Linked DNA regions of Sus scrofa: region 1 is linked to region 2. A link is a contact called in public HiChIP or PLAC-seq data. All regions are on one chromosome and are shown on one strand. Each heading gives the region's core, a stretch centred on a gene start, on an enhancer-like site or on the middle of the called end of the contact. The rest is flanking DNA. Distances are from core to core; before and after follow the strand shown. Region 1 has its middle 190 kb from the start of JMJD1C. Region 2 overlaps JMJD1C (probable JmjC domain-containing histone demethylation protein 2C).

Region 1 (3,450 bases), core at 557-3,056, 450 kb before region 2:
TTCACTAGTGCTAGCTTCATTCTAAAGCTGAGTCTCTAACAGTTGTAGGAAGGCTGTCAGTCATAGTCAGGTCTCAGACATTCATCCGATGGCAAGAGGGGCTTCCAGATGATCATTGCAAGCCAGTATCCTAAATCTATCTTCATCATATAAGCTCATGTCATATATGATCAAATCAATTCATGTACTCATTTAACAGATATTTATTGAGTATCTACTAGTTGCCATCCACTGTTCTAGATTCCAGGACATGGAGATAACATTGGATAACTGACTGGCTTAAGCCAGTTGGTATCCATCACTAGAGGTGGGAGTTTGTTCTGTTTCTCCCAAAATACATGACAGTACAGTATAGGGGTAGAAGTGAAAACCTGGATAAAGACCTTAGTGCTACTGGGAGAGGGGGAAAAGGGAATGTATATAAGTTAGGCAGCCAAATCATCTAGAGTCTTGCTACTGAAAGTGTGGTTCATGAACTGGCATGATTGATAGCTGGGAGCAGATAAATGCAGAATCTCAGGTAATGTCCCAGTTCTGCTGGATTAGAATCTGAATTTTAACAAGATCCCCCAGGTAATCATGTGAACATAAAACTTGGAGACGCACTCATCTACAGGACAGATAAAAACATTGTTATGATTGGAGCTGTAGGGGAAAGAAGTTGGAAAACAAACCAAATGGTCTTGGTAGCACACACAGTTGTTGAGATGTTGCCAGCTCTTAACAATTCTCCTAGTAGGAATTATGTACCTAGCTCCTCTGTCAGAGATGATTCATCCAAGGGAAGATACACCTGCCATGGGTGGACCAATTAATGGATCATCCTTCTGCCATTTCAAACATGAATAGTGAGAGCAAGCTATAGAAGGCAGCTGGAGCAGAGCTGCAAGTTGACAGAGCCCTAGCATGTCCAGAAGTAACTAATCTGGGGACCTCCAAAGTGCTCTGACCCTTGGTTATTTGGCAACTCCTTTGATTTATCTGTTGCTTAAAATATCCCCTTTTTAGCTTAAGTTAGCCATAAGGGGTTTCTCTGGCTTTTCATTGAAACAACCTTAACTTATATCACTTTGACTTTCTCAGTGTAGTTATATACTGAAGATGAGAGCTTTTTGGTCTGCCTTGAGAGAAAGACCTAAGTCAACTCATTTCACCATATAGTGTCTGAGATGCATCTGGCTCTTTTCTCTCCAGTTTTTAAACTTGATTCCTAACATAAGCTGTAAATACTTAATTTCATTCACAATTGACTAACTTAAAAATAGCCATTTTTACAATATTGTTTTTAAAATTCTATCTATTCCAGAAATGCTCACATGTTCCATAATGCATGTTCCAGTTTTGGTTCACTTTCTGTATATAAATTAATGTATCTTTCTAGAAAGATCAATCTATGTGTCCTCTTTAATCTATCTATTGTTAACTTTTTTCAGACGCAGCTGCCTTTATAAATATATCTACTGAATGATAGAATTGTTATACCAGTTTTTCTTCTTTTACATGTGAAATGTTTTTAATCAAATGTTGGCTAATAGCTAGGCTGTTTGGAAATTAAAAATCCTAATAGATGGGAACAACAATATACACATTTAAAGCTTAATTACTCCTTCAGGCTCATTGTGAGAAAATCAAGGCTTTCTTTATTTGTCTAATTCTGTATTCCTTGGAGTATTTCATCTTATTCTACAATATCCTCATTTTCTTCTTTTCAAAAAAAAAAAAAACTAACCCTAATGCAACGAAACAACGAGGTCAAATCTTACAAGGAACAAACATGACATCACAGAGGGAAGTGAGTCACTGTGCATCAGACTGGGAACTGAGTCAGGACTAAACTGACTCACATCTTTCTGGGCCAAGAACCAATTCTAGTTATATCATGCTGGAAAATGACTCATTTATTACCTTTATTAGCTCCCCTCCACATCAAATCAACTGCAAATTGGAGTCGATCTTATGAAACTCAGGTGGCCCTTTTTGAGGCATTGCTTTCTACTGGTGCACAGAGGCTTTCTGTGAATGAAACCAACTGGTTGTTTGACTGCAAACATTCATGAGCCTAGCCTTGTCAACAGTGTATTGCACTTATCTGAGCTGACCACATCTAAACATAATCTTTTTAGTCTCTGTAGAGTAAGGGCATTTTGGGGGATAATCTTTTGGTTGATTGAAAATCTGTTATCATTCATGGGTTTTTTTTTTTTTAAATGTTCGTTGTAGGAAATAATCTGAAAAAGCAACTACTCAGTACTTTTTTCAACATAAAGTTCAGCAATAGCCAAAAGCACTTATTTCTGCCCCATAGTTACCTCTGCAACTAAACTGAGTACAACAGAAAGTTGCACTGGTAAAGTGTTACAATTAAAATTAGAAAGGAAGGCAGGGAAAAAGAGAGCTTCAAAATCGCAAGACAGTTCCCAAAGCATCTTAAATAAGTACCTTATTAAGAAGTATAAGTATTATTATTATTATTTTTTTTTTTTGCTATTTCTTGGGCCGCTCCCATGGCATATGGAGGTTCCCAGGCTAGGGGTCGAATCGGAGCTGTAGCCACTGGCCTACGCCAGAGCCACAGCAACGCGGGATCCGAGCCGCGTCTGCAACCTACACCACAGCTCACGGCAACGCCGGATCGTTAACCCACTGAGCAAGGCCAGGGATCGAACCCGCAACCTCATGGTTCCTAGTCGGATTCGTTAACCACTGCGCCATGACGGGAACTCCAAGAAGTATAAGTATTATTAACACCCAGAAGTCGGCAACGAATTCCTTTTTGATATATGCATTTTTTTTTTAGCAGAACCCTCTAAGTGGCGAATAGAGCCACAAACAGAAATTTCACATACTTATTCAGAAATTCTGACAACACTGGTGTCACTATTCCATATGACAATTGGCTAGGACAGCACATCGGCTGCTCCTTTAGAGAGGACACTTACAGCTCTTCTCTGATAATCACCACTCTGCACAGTCCCCACTATTCCCTTTTGTCTTAATGGGTTCCTTTCTCTTTACTTGCTTGATCCCTGGTAGGCATTTGAGTTTACAACCCCTGATAAATAGATTTCTAACTTTTTCTTACTACTAAATATAATGCAAAGAAATAGAAAAATCTTAAAGAATTGTAAACATTAAAAGTTTATCCACATTGCAGATTGGCCAATCTTATTTTTGATTTTTCAATCAGATCTTTCTTTATTAAGCATGTATTGAGCGTATTATCTATGCAAGTCGATGTGCCAGATGCTATACATAAAAGTGTAAGATACTGGCCTTGCCCTCAAATTGCTTTTTATGTAATTGGACAGGTCATAGAAGCATGTTCTTTATTTAAACTTCTGTCTTTAAAAGCCTTAAAATGAGGCTCAGAGACTTTATATAACTTAACCAAAACCTTAGTGAGCTGCCCTTAGTGACTGGCCTTAGTGACAGACACTAGAGCTTATCTTT
Region 2 (3,435 bases), core at 682-3,181:
TAATTCCAACAAATTATCTAATCTGGTCTTCTCTACCATAGCGTATAAAAAGTCAAAACGAGATTTTTAAAGTGTGACAATGGAAGATTGGGAGCTTTGATAGCACAAGAGCTTATAAAAGAAACTGAATCGTAGTTACAACTCATATTTTGTCTTTCTGGGATAGTTTGCTGTGGAGACAACATCTATTATCAATTGATTATTATGAAAGTATCAGTAGTGATAAGTGTATTGAAAAGTTTAAGTTGTGTTTAATTAATATGTTATTCAATATACAGGAACTCTAGAAATATTTTTAGAATTAGTAGGATTTTGTTAAATTTTCATTTTTGTTTGTTTGCATTTTTGTGGTTGTTTGTGGGGGTTTTTTGGCTGTACTAGTGGCATGTGGAAGTTCCTTGGCCAGGGGAACCCACACCACAGCAACAGCCTGAGCCATTGCAGTGACCACGCTAGATCCTTAACCTTTTGTGATACAAGAGAACTCTATAAAGTTTCTTCTTTCTATGAGTTATCTTTTAAAACTCCCCATTTTTTGGAGACAGAAAACTATAAAAAGCATTTAACATGCCTCATTCATTTTATGGTTGCTTTCTTTTTTTCTGATAAGAGTTTTTCTAGGTAAGTTAAACTTTTAGGAATAGCAAAACAGTGATTGGGAATAATCGTGAAGTACATTATGCATATTATCTTTGTTAGCGGTGCTAGGTAATTAAGATGTTTAATTATGATGCTTTGGAGTTACAGTTTTAACTCCCCCCTTAACTTCTGAATAAGTTAACACATTTGTTAAATATAAGCATTTGCTCTACATAGCCCAAGTGAAAGAACAGGTAGACTTAACTGGGTGTTGGGGGGTGGTCATAGTATTAAAGACTAAGTCACCTGGCAACTCCAAGTCTCTCAAGTTACAGGACTTGTTGGTTATTTCAGTTTGGACTAGATTGTTTTAATTTCTGAGGAAAGAGGAATATGGTATAGTAATTTCCAGGTATGTAGGCTTCTCATTTCCATAGCAGGATATTGGAAATAGTGAAAATGAGCCCCAGAAAGTATATGGCATGGTATTAATTTTGGAATTATCCTTTGCTTTTATTTTATTTTATTTTGTTTTGTTTACTTATTTATTGCCATGCCTATGGCATGTGAATCTTCCCTGGGCCAAGGATCAAACCCAGGCCACAGCAACAACCCAAGCCACTCCAGTGACAGCACCAGATCTTTAACCCGCTGCACCATAGGAGAACACCTTCATTTTATACTTTAAAAATGAATGTTTGGAATTCCTATTGTGGCACATTGGTTAACGAATCTGACTAGGAACCATGAGGTTGTGGGTTCGATCCCTGGCCTTGCTCCGTGGGTTGAGGATCCGGCATTGCCTTGAGCTGTGGTGTAGGTTGCAGACGCTGCTCGGATCCCTCATTGCTGTGGCTCTGGCGTAGGCCAGTGGCTACAGCTCCGATTAGACCCCTAGCCTGGGAATCTTCATGTGTCGCGGGAGCAGCCCTAGAAAAGGCAAAAAGACAAAAGACAAAAAAAAAAAAAAAGAATGTTCACTCTTTATGATTAGAATAGTCATGGGCACAATTGTCTGTATACTCTAGCTCAGTATTAGTTTGTACCTAAGAATTATTTTTAATAGAATACTTTTCAGAAAATATTAATGCAAACATAATTTTTTATTGTCTTAAGTTGAGCTCTCTCTCTCTCCCTCTTCACAAGGTAGGGTGAGACTGCAATAGGTAGAGTGCTAATCAAGGGCAAGGAAGTTGGGTTTTTTGTTTTATTTTCTTAAACTTCGGCTGTTCTGAAAGAATATTTTCAGTTGCTACTTTGGAAAACAGTTAACAGTTCCCAGGCCTTCCTGAGTTTGTTCAGTTGTAAGTTTGAGGAAACTGCAGTTAGTAAATTGTGGTTGGCAGATGCTGTAAGCAGGTGACTCAATAGGTTGAACTCATGATGACTCAACTATGTAAGAGCCATGCTGATAAATAGCTTGAAAGAAAAATTGCCTTCTAGACTTGAACTGCCATAAAAAGTTCAAAACAATTACTAAAAGGTACCACAAAGAATATTAACATGTGGCTTTAGAAGGAAAGACATTTTCCTTTAAGTGGCTTTAAATTTTTACCTAATTGTTTTTCTGATTTTTGCTTTGTGATAATTCTGAAAGGAGAAGACTCTTAGCAAATGTAGTTAAAAATGCAGAAATATTACAAGTCTGCATAAAGTATATTCAAAAGAATATTTTTTAAAGATCAGTTTTATTCAATTAGGAGATTAGCAGAGAAACAAATCGTAGTTGTTTTTAATTAATAAGTGTAATCTAATTAACTTTTTATTTAACCCTGATAAAACTGAACTAAACAAATAAAAGTAGTCATTTTCTTCTAAATTGATGTAATAGGACATGTATATTATATCCCATTCCAAAATCCCATTTGGGTTTTGATAAATTAATTACATCCGGTGAGTTGTAGAGTGTGTTGATTATGATATCCATTCCAAATTTTGGAATACCATATTCCTGTAAAATGATTAGCAGACATCATTTTCTGTATTTAACAATAAAATAATATGGTTAATTGTGTTTCCTTTCACTTTCTGTGATCCTGTTACTAATATCATAAGGAAAATATTGAAGAACTCAGAGATTATTCAAAAATTTAATTCTGCCAGTGTATGGATTAGAAAAGCTTGTGTGGGAAGAGTTTTGAGATTATACAGACCCTTGCTGATTTGGGATAAATTACCTAGTCTTTGAATATGTTTTTTCATCTATAAAAGAGAGAATAATATCAAACTAAGAAAGGAGTTGTTAGGATTAGATGAGTTTAAGACTAGTGAAAAGTTAACCTCTTCTGTCATTTAAAATTTAATTTTTTTATTGTTTACACTGACAAGTAAATATCCTTATTAAATAGACATTTTTTAAGGCTGAAAATATTTTGTCCTGTTAGTCATATTTAGGATATATTTAAAGTATATTGAAACTGAAGGATACTGCTCATCTAGGATGATTGAAGAGTGGTAATGCCAACAATCCATAGTCTTTGAGGATTGGTTTTGCAGTGTTTTTAAGGAATAGGGTAAGCAGATGTGACTTTCATCATATTGGCTTCATTTTGGTTAAATTGGACTTTAGTTTCAAAGATGAAGTATTGAAGGTGCTTTTTTCAGGGGTGTCAGTGTAGAGGTAAGCTTTTAAGAGTGAAAGGACAGCTGGCCCATGATATGTAAAATAGGTAGTCTTTCTGTCAATAATTAAAAACTGATTAAGTTTGGTTTTACATTCACCATCAGTTTTCCTAAATTATTATATGAGTGAAATACATATTAAAATGGGCAGTTAATCATCTATAGTACAATACTGAAGTGCAACAGGGAATATAAGGTATGATCATGTAAAACACCTGGTACTTTCTAAATTAT

The links. HiChIP or PLAC-seq counts read pairs in DNA pulled down with a chosen protein or histone mark.
Region 1: a contact with region 2 is called in an H3K27ac HiChIP or PLAC-seq map of alveolar macrophages. The contact joins two enhancer-like sites. A contact is called at or near these places in 1 of 47 Hi-C or Micro-C datasets (embryonic fibroblasts) and 2 of 2 datasets of contacts at active chromatin or transcription factors (alveolar macrophages and skeletal muscle).

What each region holds. Positions count from the first base shown.
Region 1 is chr14:67,154,222-67,157,671 of Sscrofa11.1, reverse strand. No RefSeq gene overlaps it. Among named protein-coding and RNA genes, the nearest start is that of JMJD1C, 190 kb to the right of the region's middle. Within about 2 kb of position 1,806, at least 9 of the 83 cell types and tissues checked have an H3K27ac peak or open chromatin away from gene starts, as enhancers often do. A contact at or near this core is called in alveolar macrophages, where this site is marked.
Region 2 is chr14:66,700,632-66,704,066 of Sscrofa11.1, reverse strand. All of the region lies in intron 3 of JMJD1C (probable JmjC domain-containing histone demethylation protein 2C), which reads left to right. Among named protein-coding and RNA genes, the nearest start is that of NRBF2, 110 kb to the right of the region's middle. Within about 2 kb of position 1,931, at least 9 of the 83 cell types and tissues checked have an H3K27ac peak or open chromatin away from gene starts, as enhancers often do. A contact at or near this core is called in alveolar macrophages, where this site is marked.